Linked DNA regions of Sus scrofa: region 2 is linked to region 1. A link is a contact called in public targeted proximity ligation data. All regions are on one chromosome and are shown on one strand. The core of a region is the stretch at or near the end of the contact, and the rest is flanking DNA. Distances in the headings are between cores, read along the strand shown.

Region 1 (6,240 bases), core at 2,103-4,602:
AATGAGAGCATTTCAACATGGAAGGAAAAGCCGGAGCCAAGCTTGGAGTCGGGGGTAGCTCAGGAGCTGACTAGGCAGCAGCAAGTGGACTTGTGTGGCCAGAACACAGGCTGAAGCCAGGGGAGCAGAATAGGAGACAGAGCTAGAAAGGCAGATGCCAGACCTGGATGGCTTTGAGTCCCAAGCCAAGGACCTCCTCCTGTAGGCGAAGGGAGTCTGGAAAAGGTTTCAGACAAAGGGGTAGTGTTGCCAGGGACATGGATGTGAGGGGATCTTTCTGGCAGCCCAGTGAGATGGCTCAGAGCTGGGGGCAAGTCAGCTAGGAGCTGGGAGCGCCCCCGGGCGCTGCCGCCAGCAGTGATAGGATGGAAAGAGTGTACACTCAGGAGGATGTGGGGGTTTGGGGAGCTGGTGCTTGTGGGAGGTGGGAGAGGCGGGAAGGCAGAGATGACTTCAGGGTTTCAAATCTATGAGGTGTCCAGGCGAAGCACCTGGACGTGCCTCTGGCACTGACTGCACGGTCAGGCTATCGCGTTCCGGGAAGTGAAAGTGCCAGGAATGGGGAAAGGCCCTGAGAGGCCACAAGTCACTGTGGTCTGGGACAGAGTATTCCTGAGTCCTTGAGGAGATCTGCACTGAAAAGTGAGAGGACAAAGGGGGCCCTTTATCTGCTGGAGGAACAGAGTGAGCCTTGCAGCTCTGGCCTGCCCTCTCCAGCACCCCGTCCAGCTCTGCTGGGCCCTCCCTCTTCCCCCCCCCCGTCCCCCCGCACTCCTTAGCAGGGCAGCGGCTGTGCCCATAGCACCGGCTAGAAACCACCCAAAAAGAGGCAACCGTGCAACCAGCCGTGCTGCCCATCACTGGCATTAAGTTGAGATTTGTGGTGGAAATTTGTTCCTGATTCTGCAAGGTCCAGGGTTAAATAAGTCCGTGTTCAGAGAGCCCTCGAGAGGATGGATTTGTCCTTCATCCTTTTGGTTGAACTTCACCCTTGAGTTCCCCTGCTGTCCTCCTGCATATGCTTCACCCACATAGTCACCTGGAAGGTGGCACCCAGCCTCTTCACAGCCTCTGAGCACCTCCCGAGGCCCCCCCAGCTGGGGGCGCTTGAGGAAGGCCCCGCCCCCTTCCCTTCCCGCTCCTCCAGCCAGTTGCAGAGAAATGGCACATCTCGGACTCAAAAGGTGGGGATAGGAGTCGGGGCAACTAGGAAGAGAATGTGTACAGGCAGCACTCCAGGTGAGCCTCCACCGCCCTCCTGACCCTGCTGTCCAGCGACCCCCAGCTGTGAAATGCTCTGGAAAGAGCTCTCGGTCAAGAGCCGGAGACCCCAAGGCCGACGTCCTTCCAAGCAGCTCGACTTCCTCCCAGGCCTGCCTTACACACTCATGTGCTAGGATTTCAAACCACGTGCATTTAAACGAGGGCTTCCACGTGAGGCCAAAAAACCCCAAGCTGGGCAATGTTTAAGTGTAAATCACGAGATTTGGGCGATTCTCAAGTGAGGCAGACAGCGAGCGCTGTGGGGAAAGCAAAGGGGCACCTGTGAAGGTACAAACGTTAACAGCTGCTATAGGAGGAGAACAGAAAACCAAAACCAACCCAGAGTAATAGAAGATGCCAGAATTCAACAAGTGGGGGTTACCCCTTCGCCTTTCTTTTCCGCGGAGCCCTTTGTCGCTGAGAGAGGGCCTCTGCTGGGTCTGACGTCATCTACTAGCTTCGACTGGAGGCCTCGGGCACAAGAGGACGGATGGCGCAGGCCTGAGGGGTCCCTCAGAGATGACGAGATGTGGAGGCCCGAGGGTGGAACCCCACACGCTCACCCTTCCTCCCCGTCTCGTGGGAGGGGCTGGGGCTGGGGTGGAGGCAGGTGGGGGGTGGCCTTCTGGAGCCCCTTCCCGGCTCCCTGCCCCCTCCGCTGCGAGCTCCCCACCCCTCCTCTTCAGCCAGGGTTTGCGCCTATTTCGGATGGCCTCCTCCCTTTGTCCGTTTTCGTTTATTACATTTAAAAAAATGTTTCTGAGACCCAACAGTCGCTTTAGTTGATGCAGGATAAGAAAGAGAAGCCAGTTAACAAGAAATGTTAAAAGGCTCTAGGAGTTCCCGTTGTGGCTCAGTGGTAGCGAACCTGACTGGTATGCATGAGGACGCAGGTTCGATCCCTGGCCTCACCCAGCGGGTCAAGGATCCGGCGTTGCCGTGAGCTGTGGTGTAGGTCCCAGACAGGGCTCGGATCCCACGTAGCTGTGGCTGTGGTATAGGCTGGCGGCGGCAGCTCTAATTAGACTCCTAGCCTGGGAACCTCCATATGCTACAGGAGCAACCCTAAAAAGACAAAAAGGAAAAAAAGAGTCTCCAGATGAGATACATTGTCAGTGTTTAGGTTCAAGAAGGATGACTTCTTATTAGAAACTTTTTTTTAGCTATAATCAACATAAAAGGCAGAAACTGACTTATGAAGAGAATGTAAAAGACTTAGAAAGATTCAGTGGGACAGAGAAGCGAGTACACGTGTCCTCACGCACTGAGTGATGGGTGCTCTTCTCCTTGGAGCACTGGCAGCAAGGAGTTCCCATCGCCCCCACCCACCACACCCCTCACCCTCAGAAAATTGTAAAACTTCTGCTCGTTCTGCCAAATATAAATGTTTAATGGTGACACAAAGTCCCACCTTCTCTACAATACCTCCTCCCTCCAAGACCTCCTCTTTGAAATCCTACAGACCTTTGGTTATGCATAGCACTGGGTTTTCTATTTCTTTCTTTCTTTTTTTTCTTTTCTTTTTTTTAATCTTTTGTCTTTTTAGGCCCCCCCCCACGGCCTATGGAGGTTCCCAAGCTAGGGGTCCAATGGGAGCTACAGCTGCCGGCCTACACCACAGCCACAGCAACACCAGATCCAAGCCACATCTGCGACCTACACCACAGCTCACAGTAATGCCAGATCCTTAACCCACTGAGTGAGGCCAGGGATCAAACCCACAACCTCATGGTTCCTAGTGGGATTCATTTCCGCTGCGCCACGACAGGGACTCCAACCCTGGGTTTTCTACTCTGTTATTTTTCTCTTCCATATAATTTATTTACTTTTATAGTCCCAAGCCGCCCATGAGCTTCGAGATTATCTTCTGTGAGGTACACAGTGGGTGCTCAATTGGTGTTGATGGGCTGATCTTCCACAACAGTAGTAACTGTCTGGACAGTCCCGAGTTCCCTAAGGAGATGAGGTGCCCTTTGAAGCAAGAAAGCTCCCAAACAGGCCCAGAGATGGAGTCTCTCTACTAGAACTGGCCCGAGGGCCAGTGGTGTTCATTGCTCCTGACAAGCTGGAGGGAGAATCAGGCGGTCCTTCTGAGTGACTCACCGTCTGGGGCTTGTGGGACAAGAGCTGGCAGCCCCGCCGCACTCTCTGGCCCTTCCTTCCTCACTCCTGCCTCTCAGGCCTGAGTCTCACAGCAGGGCCAGGGAGCTAGCCTGGGCTGCAGGCAGTGGCCCCGGGTTAGCCAGGAAACCCCACGGGAGCCTCGGGGCTCAGGCTCTGGAATAATGACGGAGCTTAGCAGAGGGGCAGAAAGTGGAAGCAGGATCAGGATGTAAAATAAATGAGACTCAGAGGTTAGAGAACCAAAGGGCAGGAGGCCCATGGCATCGTGGGGCTAAGTTGAAACATTCGTATAGGAGTTCTCATCGTGGGGCAGTGGTTAACGAATCCGACTAGGAACCATGAGGTTACGGGTTCGATCCCTGGCCTCGCTCAGTGGGTTATGGATCTGGCGTTGCCATGAGCTGTGGTGTAGGTCGCAGATGTGGCTCGGATCTGGCATTGCTGTGGCTCTGGTGTAGGCTCCGATTGGACCCCTAGCCTGGGAACCTCCGTTTGCCGCAGGTGCGGCCCTAGAAAAGACAAAAAAGACCAAAGAAAGAAAGAAAGAGTCCGGGGCAAGGTGAAGAAGCCAAGAGCCAACGCCTGGTCAGTTTCTCCAGGATATTTTCCTCCCCCCACACACCTCACCCTTCGCACACAGACACACACCCACCCCATTGTCACCACACGGTGTCCGAGGGACAGCATGAGAGCATGAACACAGCTCAGAGGCTCCAGCCCTTGAGCAGGCAGGGAGGGAGGGCGGGTCACCGTGACATTACACAGTGGCTCCACGGTGACTGCCTGGTCAGCAAAGCCCCAGGCCTGTGGGGCTTCGTGCTGAGTCACAGACCAGACAGTTCTGCCCCCGGAACCTCTAGAGCTGCCCACCAAGCCCTCCTGCCCCCCAGCCATGTGCCCAGCGGGCAGCCCTGCACTTTCCCAGTTCCTGCAGGTTGACAGGCTCAGGTCCTGCCAGGGTGGCCTCCCTCTGCCTTCCAGGAGCTTCCTTCCTAATCGACACAGGTACCCTATCTCTGGAGTGTCTTCTCTGCTCTGAGGTACCAGAGCCTGGGCCCAGCTTCCATTTCAGACAGACGTCACGCTCCCTGGGTGTCATCTCCTACGTTTGTACCACGTACCCTTTTTGGAGACCAGCACACCAGAATGTCCCCCCATGCCTGCTTCCAAGCCTGACCTAAATGTCCCTGGGGCCAAGCCAGACTTATTTGCCTCTCTCGTTTCTTCGTGCCTATTTTTGAATTCTAAATTGTTTTCTCACTCCTCCTCTCACTCCTACCTAGATAAACCACAGCTTTTCCTTCTACTATTTAAGTAGGAGGCAAAAAGTGATGCTGGCGTTGCTGCATATTCATTCATTCATTCAGCAGATATTTTCGGAGCACCTGTCCACAAGGCTTGTTTCACATGCTAGTCCAGGCCCCCGGCATCTCTCACCTGCACGTCTGTGAAAACCTCTAGCCTGGCCTTCCTGCCTCTGCTCTTATCTGCCTGCAAGCTACTGTCCCTTGGCTTCCCTCCTTTCCCAGAATAAAACCCCACTCCCGCAGTAACAGACAGAAGGCCTCCTGACCCCCCCACCACCTCTCTCTCCACCTCATCCCCTGCGCCGCCGTCTCCTTCCCTCTCTCCTCTGCACCCTTCTGTGAGGTACCCCACCTCGCTGAGCCCATTGCAGCCTTGGGGTCTTTGCACTAGCTGGACCCGGGGCTAAATGGTCTCCCCTGGTCTCACGTGGCTGACTCCCTCTTGGCATTTCAGTCTCAGCTTCAGCGTCCTGTCCACAGAGACACCTTGAACACTCAGTTAGTTTAGAGTATATGGTACTCGCTCCATCTTTTGCTAGTACTTCACCCTGCTGGTTAAATTCTCCACAGAGTCCTCTGATTATCTGATATTGTACTATTTGCCTCCCTCACCAGACGAAAAATTCCAGGGATGCAGGATTTTTGTCTGCTTTACGTGTTCCTGTATCCCCAGAACCTGGTACATGATTGATGCTCAACAAAAACCCCTATGGGATGATGAGTTGAAGGTAGGAAGGGGTGAACGTGTCACAGTAGCTAAGCCAAGTAGAGGTAGAGTTTCTAGAAATGCCCCCAGGGAGTGGAGCTATGTGGATTCTCTCTGGTGAAATTGCCCTGACACGGTGGATCCTTGGTACGGTGGTTTAAATCCGCACCCTTAGGCCACCTGGTTGACCTTAATTCAACCAGGAACCCATTGAGCCTCTGCTTAGGTAAGGCCACAGTGGTGGGTCCTGGACCATTCCTACCTTTCCCTCCTATTCCGTCCTGTCCCTGCTGGGTGGGTTTTTTTTTTTTCTTTTTTCTGCCATTTCTTGGGCTGCTCCCACGGCATATGGAGGTTCCCAGGCTAGGGGTCGAATCGGAGCTATTGCTGCCAGCCTACGCCAGAGCCACAGCAACTCAAAATCCGAGCCGTGTCTGCGACCTACACCACAGCTCACGGCAACGCCGGATCCTTAACCCACTGAGCAAGGCCAGGGATCGAACCCGCAACGTCATGGTTCTTATTCAGATTCATTAACCACTGAGCCTGGGTGGGATTTCTTGAGCAAGAGTTTCATCCATGGGGGCTCCGGGGTCTAGCGTGGGGCTGGCCCGGGAGGCGCCCAGACAAAGAAGACCTTTCAGTTCATCGTCAGGGGGTTGGGACCAGTGCCGACTGAATCATCTAGAAGGCGCAGCTCTGAGAATGGAGGCCCCTTCCTCCGGGGCCCTTGTCCGGCTGTCTCTTACCCACTCTTTGTAGCCTGGGGTGGGAGGGGGGCGGTGAACCTTTCCCTCTGGAGGCCCCTACTTTCATTTACCTCTTTTGGTCCTCGCTGCC
Region 2 (6,240 bases), core at 2,750-5,249, 370 kb after region 1:
AATTTATATATGTATGACCAGGTCACTTTGCTATACAGCAGAAATTGGCACAATACTGTCAATCAATGACACTTTAATAAAATAAACTTTTTAATTTTTAAAAATTTTTTTAAAAAGAAAGCATAAACTTAATCTTTTTTAAGGAGGAAGAATCCTACAAAAGCAAAGGAGCTCTGGGTGCTACACGTGTCAAGAATCGGGGTCTGAATTCATGTGTGGATTCACTGCCTCTCTCATTTTAAGGGTCTAAAATGTAAGCGCCTCAGGACGAGCTGCCCCCAGCAGGTCCCAGAACCTCACTGCCCCTCCTCAAAGTACAACAATACCCACCCTGGAGGTCACTGGGCAAAAGCAGGAGTGGTCAGGGCAGAGAGGAGGGCGGGACTCAACACAGGGGTTCAGCCAGCGGCTGTGGCTGGCCAGTGTCCCCCCTTTCTGCTGAATGGGCTGGCCAGCACGTCACGGTCAAAGACTCTGTCCATGTGGAGTGCACAACTCCTTCCAGCCAGGTTCAAACCAGCCAGCCCAGCTGTACTCAGCTGGTTGCAATTGCAGCCCCATTGGGCTGGGGTTTCACTTTCAACATTGATTTATGCGAAACACAAGGTTGCCTGAAATCCACTCAAATTCCTCTTCCATGAAGCAATGGTTCCGGAAGGGAGGGAAGGGCCCTGGCACCCTAACATGGGCTAGGGGAGCGTCCACAGAGCTGGAGCTCTCTGTACAAGGAAGTACCCCAGGGAGCAGAGCCACACCCCCAGGGCGCTGGCAGGAGGCCTCCTTGGAGAGATGATGGAGGCACGCAGTGGAATCCTGCACAGCATGGAAAATAAGTGAGCTAGAGTCACGTATGTCTGTGGGCTAGCATCCCTAAACATACTGAGAAGCAGAAACTGATTACACAAGAATACATAGTAGAACGACATTATTTATACAGGTTTCAAAGCAGGCAAAACAACTCTGTAAATATTTCAGAAAAACATGCATATGTACCAAAAAGTTAAAGAAATTTATGAGAATGAAAAATGCCAAATACCAGATACTAGTTACTTCTTGGGGAGAAGGGGAGGGGGTGGGGGAAGGGAGGTGGGTTTGGAAGGTGCTCATGGATGCCTTCAGCTGGATTTGTAATTTTATTTCTGAGACTGGCCTGTGCTTACAAGGGTGTTCACTATAGCACGATTCATTCTGGTATTTTCAGGAAAGTAAGGCCTGAAGGGGGTAGAGGATGAAACAAAAATTTCTAGCGTCACCTCCAGCAACACCCATGGGGAAAGAAAACACATCCATAGCCAAACCTGGTCCCTCACTTCGCCCCTATATCACCCAGGGAGGAAGACAGGAGGGGCCGGGGAGGCTTTCAGGACAGAGGTCTGGCTGCCTCCGAGGGGGGTACCCAGGACTCAATGAGGCTGATAGCAAGCAACCATGAGGTCCCCAGTATGCTCAAGGCTGGAGTGAGGAAATGCACCCCAGGACTCCTGTGTAAGGTCCCAGAGCCCCACTGTCATTCTATTAACCATTTCCCCCAGAGAGCCCAACCCTCCCACCCCTACACTTTCCCCTCTGTCCACACAGGCCTCACAGGAAAAGCATCCGTATAGCTGTTCAGGCCAAGAACCCAGGCCTGGGCCCCAGCTGCAGCCACAAACCCCAAGGCCACCCAGAGGGCCCAGGGTACAACCGTCTCCTGCTCCTGTTCCTCCAAGAACCAGGAGGTGGGGCCTGGGCCTGCCCTTTCCCTGCCTCCAGCAGCAGAACTGGTGCCTCACTTAGTCCTAGCCGAAGGCTCACTCTCCAACATGACAGCCTGGCCCCACCAGTGCCCAGCTGCTCCCTGTGATTTCACCAAAGGGTTGCATTTGAAAACTTTAAACAATCATGGAGTTCCCGTCCTGGCTCAGCAGTAACTAAGCCAACTAATATCCATGAGGACGCAGGTTAATCCCTGGCCTCGCTCAGTGGGTTAAGGATCCGGGTTGCTGTGAGCTGTGGTGTAGGTCACAGATGCAGCTGGGATCCCGTGTTGCTGTGGTTGTGCTGTAGGCCTGCAGCTGTAGCTCCAATTAGACCCCTAGCCTGGGAATTTCCATAGGCCCTGAGTGCAGCCCTGGGGGGAAAAAAGGCAAACTAGATATTCAGAGACATGGAAGGCCTTGGAAAAGTGCTCTTAGGAGCCTCCATGCCCACCGCTGCCCACCGCTCCCCACTGCTCCCCAGCCTGGGCCTACTGCGTTGCCTGGGGCCTGGGGCTCCTCCCCTTACACCACCTGCCCAGTCCCCGTGGGCAGTGGAGCTTGTGAATCCTCATTTAGGACCTGGGAACAGTTTTGCTGGTGGGGAAATACGGCTCCACGATGCGTGTGTTCAGTGGCCCTTCCCAGGCCTGCAGCAGCCAAGGTGGGAGGTGAGAGCCGCCAACCAGGAAAGAGAGCCTGGTATGGAGGCAACCCCAGGGCCACAGCAAGAGGGGACAGCTTGGCCACATAGCCTACAGCCAAGCAGCGAGGAGGAAAGGCTGTTGAGCCTGACAATTAGACAGTTATGTGGTTTGAGCCAGGAAGGCAGTGTCTGGTTGAACCTGGTGAGGGCTGGGAGCTGGTGTTCTTCTTAAATTCTAAAGTAAGCCTCCTTCCAGAGTACAGGGTTATCCCCTGGGTCCTCCTGTCCCCACCCCCAGACTCACAGCTCCCCACTCCTCCCGAGGCACAGGCCCACAAGAGAAGGAAAGGAGGCCTGAGCCTGCCCCAGAGCTTTCCAAGACAGGTGGCCGGGAGGTGCACCCACCACCAAGGGACAGCCACCAGCCTCGGGATGAATTCAACTGCAAGTTAAATATCACAGGGAGATCAGAAGGATGGGTTCTGAGCGTGGGAGCCAGGAGCCAGGCACTCCCAAGGCGCTGCAGGCAGGGGCAGGGTTGACTGACATCCTTCTGCTCCTCGCCTTCCTCCTACACCCACACTCCCTGGCCAAAAGGAAGAGCAGGCCCCAAATCCGCTCAGGTCACAGAGAGACAAAGGGACGACCGTGAATGTCACCTGGCCACAGAAACCAGAGACAAACGGACAGCTTCCCCTGACCACCCCAACTGACGGTCAGCTTTGAAGGCCAGACAAAATCACCATGGGAACAACCCAGAGCCATAAAAAATAAGCTTTCAGGCAAAGCACTGTCGTCTATTTCTCTATGTTTATCCAAATATCCACTGACTTATCATTCAGCCGGCACCAGAGATTTAAAGCAATCTTACTGGAGGAAAACTCAAGAGGGCAAAATGCCAAACTGTTAACGTGATATTTTCTGGCAGATCAGGACAAGGCAGCCAAGATTTGGTCTGAGCTGTGAGAAGACATCTGTTTTGGGTAATGAGTGCAGAGATCCCTCAGGCATGAGACTTTGGGCCCACTGTCCTAACAGTCCACTACTACTGCCGGGTCATTCAGATATGAGGGACACCTACCATCGGGGCCATCCCCTCCAGGACAGCTGGCCATGGGCTTCTAAAGCTTTTCCAGCAGTGGGAGGGGTCTACACGGAGCCTCCTGGACTCTCCGGTCCAACCCCGATGGGTTCTGGCCAGGGTCAGGGAAACACTCTATGAAGTGAGATTGGGGACCACAGAGACCACCAGGCCCCTCCCCAGCCGAAATCAGCACCTCTTTTTCTTCCCAGCAGACCCAAGCACTCAGCCTGACTCCCGACCCCCACCCTGGCAGGCATGCCCCTCTCATCCTCCCCCCACTGTTGGGTTCCTTTTCCAGAAATCTGCTTGTGCAGCAGGAAATGGCTTCTCAGGCTCCCTCCCTCTTCCAGCATCCCCCAAACAAGCCCACAGAGCATCTTTTCACTGTGAAGGTTCACTGCCAGTACTGAGAGAAAACAGAGCGGGGATGATAAAATTCACAACCGCAGGGAAAGGGACCAAGGCCTGGGCAGCCTTCCTCCGCTGTTTTACAGTCACAGTCCTTGGCTGGCCAGTGTTAATGCTCCTTTTGCCCCAAAGCCAATCATCCTCCCTTTTAACCTTCGCCCTCCTTCCCTCCTTCCTCAAACCTCCTCCCCCAGGCACTTTAGCTGCCAACAACTTACTTTCCCAACTTTGATTTACCTCCACCAGAGGGAATACAAAGTTAGATCCAGAGCCACCCCCATACTTTCTTTAAAAGTAACCTACACTCAGCCAGCAGAACTCTTAGATTCAGAGGTAAACACTCAAACCCACCCAGTCTGAGACAGACAAAGGCACAAAGACACACATTCATAGGAGTTCCTCTTGTGGCGCAAGGGAAACGAATGCAACTAGGAATCATGAGGTTGTGGGTTCGATCCCTGGCCTCGTTCAGTGGGTTAAGGACCTGGCGTGGCTGTGGTATAGGTTGGCAGCTGTAGCTCTGATTCGACCCCTAGCCTGGGAATCTCCATATGCCCCGGGTGTGGCCCTAAAAAGCAAAAAAAAAAAAAAAAAAAGACACACATCCATATACTCAGAGACAAAGCAGAGGGGCCCACGCCAGACACCCCACACTCCACACACTCCCCCACAATCAGAACTGAGCCACTCACACCGTCAGGCACGCACACCAGGAGGCTGCCCTGCCCTTTGAGCCACTTAGAGTTTCTTTTGAGGAAAAACACTCTGCTCCAAAGAAGGTCCTTGACAGGGCTGGTTGTGTGTGTGTGTTTTCCCAGAGCGACTGGATAAATTGCTTTTGTGCAAAAATAAACACAAGTGAACTGCATTAGCTGAGCGAGTGACACATTAGTTACAGATGCGGGGCCTGTCAGAACATTGAAGGAACAGCTTTTATTGGGGAAGGGCTGAGAGACTCATAAATAACCGGTTGGCAATCTCACATAAACATTTGTGCATTCACATAAACACCGCCTACCACAAACGCTGGCCTGGCTGCCAGCACAGCCTGGAAGAGCCCTCTCCCCCTGTCCTCAGAGCAGAACTGGGAGGGAGGTGGGGGAAGGGTCACAGGCACCTCTTCTCCCAGAGTCCCAACACCCTGGCCAGGCTCCTGTCCCGGGGGGTTGGAGGAAGGGATCCAAGCTCCATCCTGAACGTCGGCCAGAGAATGAGGGTCAAGGCCCAGCCACGACAGGACAACAGGTCCGATTTCCTCCCTCTGCTTAGGACAGGACAGATGAGGGGATGTTGTTGAACAGGGGGCTGTGTAATTAAATGAAGCCAAGTAAGGAGTTTAAAAAGACAGTGCCCCGGAGTTCCCGTCGTGGCGCAGTGGTTAACGAATCTGACTAGGAACCAAGAGGTTGCGGGTTCCATCCCTGGCCTTGCTCAGTGGGTTAAGGGTTGCTGTGAGCTGTGGTGTGGGTCGCAGACGTGGCTCGGATCCCAAGTTGCTACAGCTCCAATTAGACCCTAGCCTGGGAACCTCCATATGCTGTGGGAGCAGCTCAAGAAAAGGCAAAAACACAAAAAAAAGACAATGCCTTGGAGTTCCTGTCGTGGCTCAGAGGAAATGAATCTGACTAGCATCCATGAGCACATAAGTTCGATCCCTGGCTTTGCTCATTGGGTTAAGGATCTGGTATTCATTGCTGTCAGCTGTGGTGTAGGTTGCAGACACAGCTGGGATCCCGAGTGGCTGTGGTGTAGGCCAGTGGCTACAGCTCCAATTCTACCCCTTAGCCTGGGAACCTCCATATGCTGTGGGTACGACTCTAAAAAAATACAAAAAAAAAGAGAGAGAGAGAATGCCTTGGAAATGCCTCCTGGATACAACTCCAGTGGTTCCCATTAGAATCAAGGAGAAAGTGGGAAAAGGGCAGTGCCACCCTCCCTGCAAAGACAAAGGCCACAGCCATCCAGGGCATGGGAAGCCTAGGCTTGTTCCCCTTGGCTCCTGGGGTGCCCTTGCCTCGGGCCCCAGAGTTCTTCTCTGAGTCGAACGCCTCAAAGCCACGTTGAGCTGACCCCGTGAAGAAGGACGAAGCAGGTCATGGGAGCTAACCCAAGGCTGTTCCTCTACTTCTCCTGTGGTACCTGCCAATCCAACCTGACACCCTCGCACGTGCGGCTGTCCAAGCAAAATCCACTCTCTAGAAAGCGTCTGGTGCATTATTTGCCCCGAGGTACAAGTAATAGTCAATGGCTGTTGTTGTTTCCTTCCCTCACCTCTCTCCCTCCTCTCTGTCACAAATGCCTGAAGCAAAGGGACAAAGTATGAAGTGGTAGAATTTAAGCAAATGGCTAACACTCAACTTTTTTTT

Evidence for each region.
Region 2: a contact with region 1 is called in a targeted proximity ligation map of skeletal muscle. A contact is called at or near these places in 1 of 47 Hi-C or Micro-C datasets (embryonic fibroblasts) and 2 of 2 datasets of targeted methods (alveolar macrophages and skeletal muscle).

The regions. Positions count from the first base shown.
Region 1 is chr3:97,156,214-97,162,453 of Sscrofa11.1, forward strand. The region is part of intron 38 of THADA (thyroid adenoma-associated protein); the gene reads left to right. Among named protein-coding and RNA genes, the nearest start is that of ZFP36L2, 41 kb to the right of the region's middle.
Region 2 is chr3:97,529,807-97,536,046 of Sscrofa11.1, forward strand. The region is part of intron 2 of LOC106509843 (a long non-coding RNA gene); the gene reads right to left. Among named protein-coding and RNA genes, the nearest start is that of TRNAI-UAU, 35 kb to the right of the region's middle.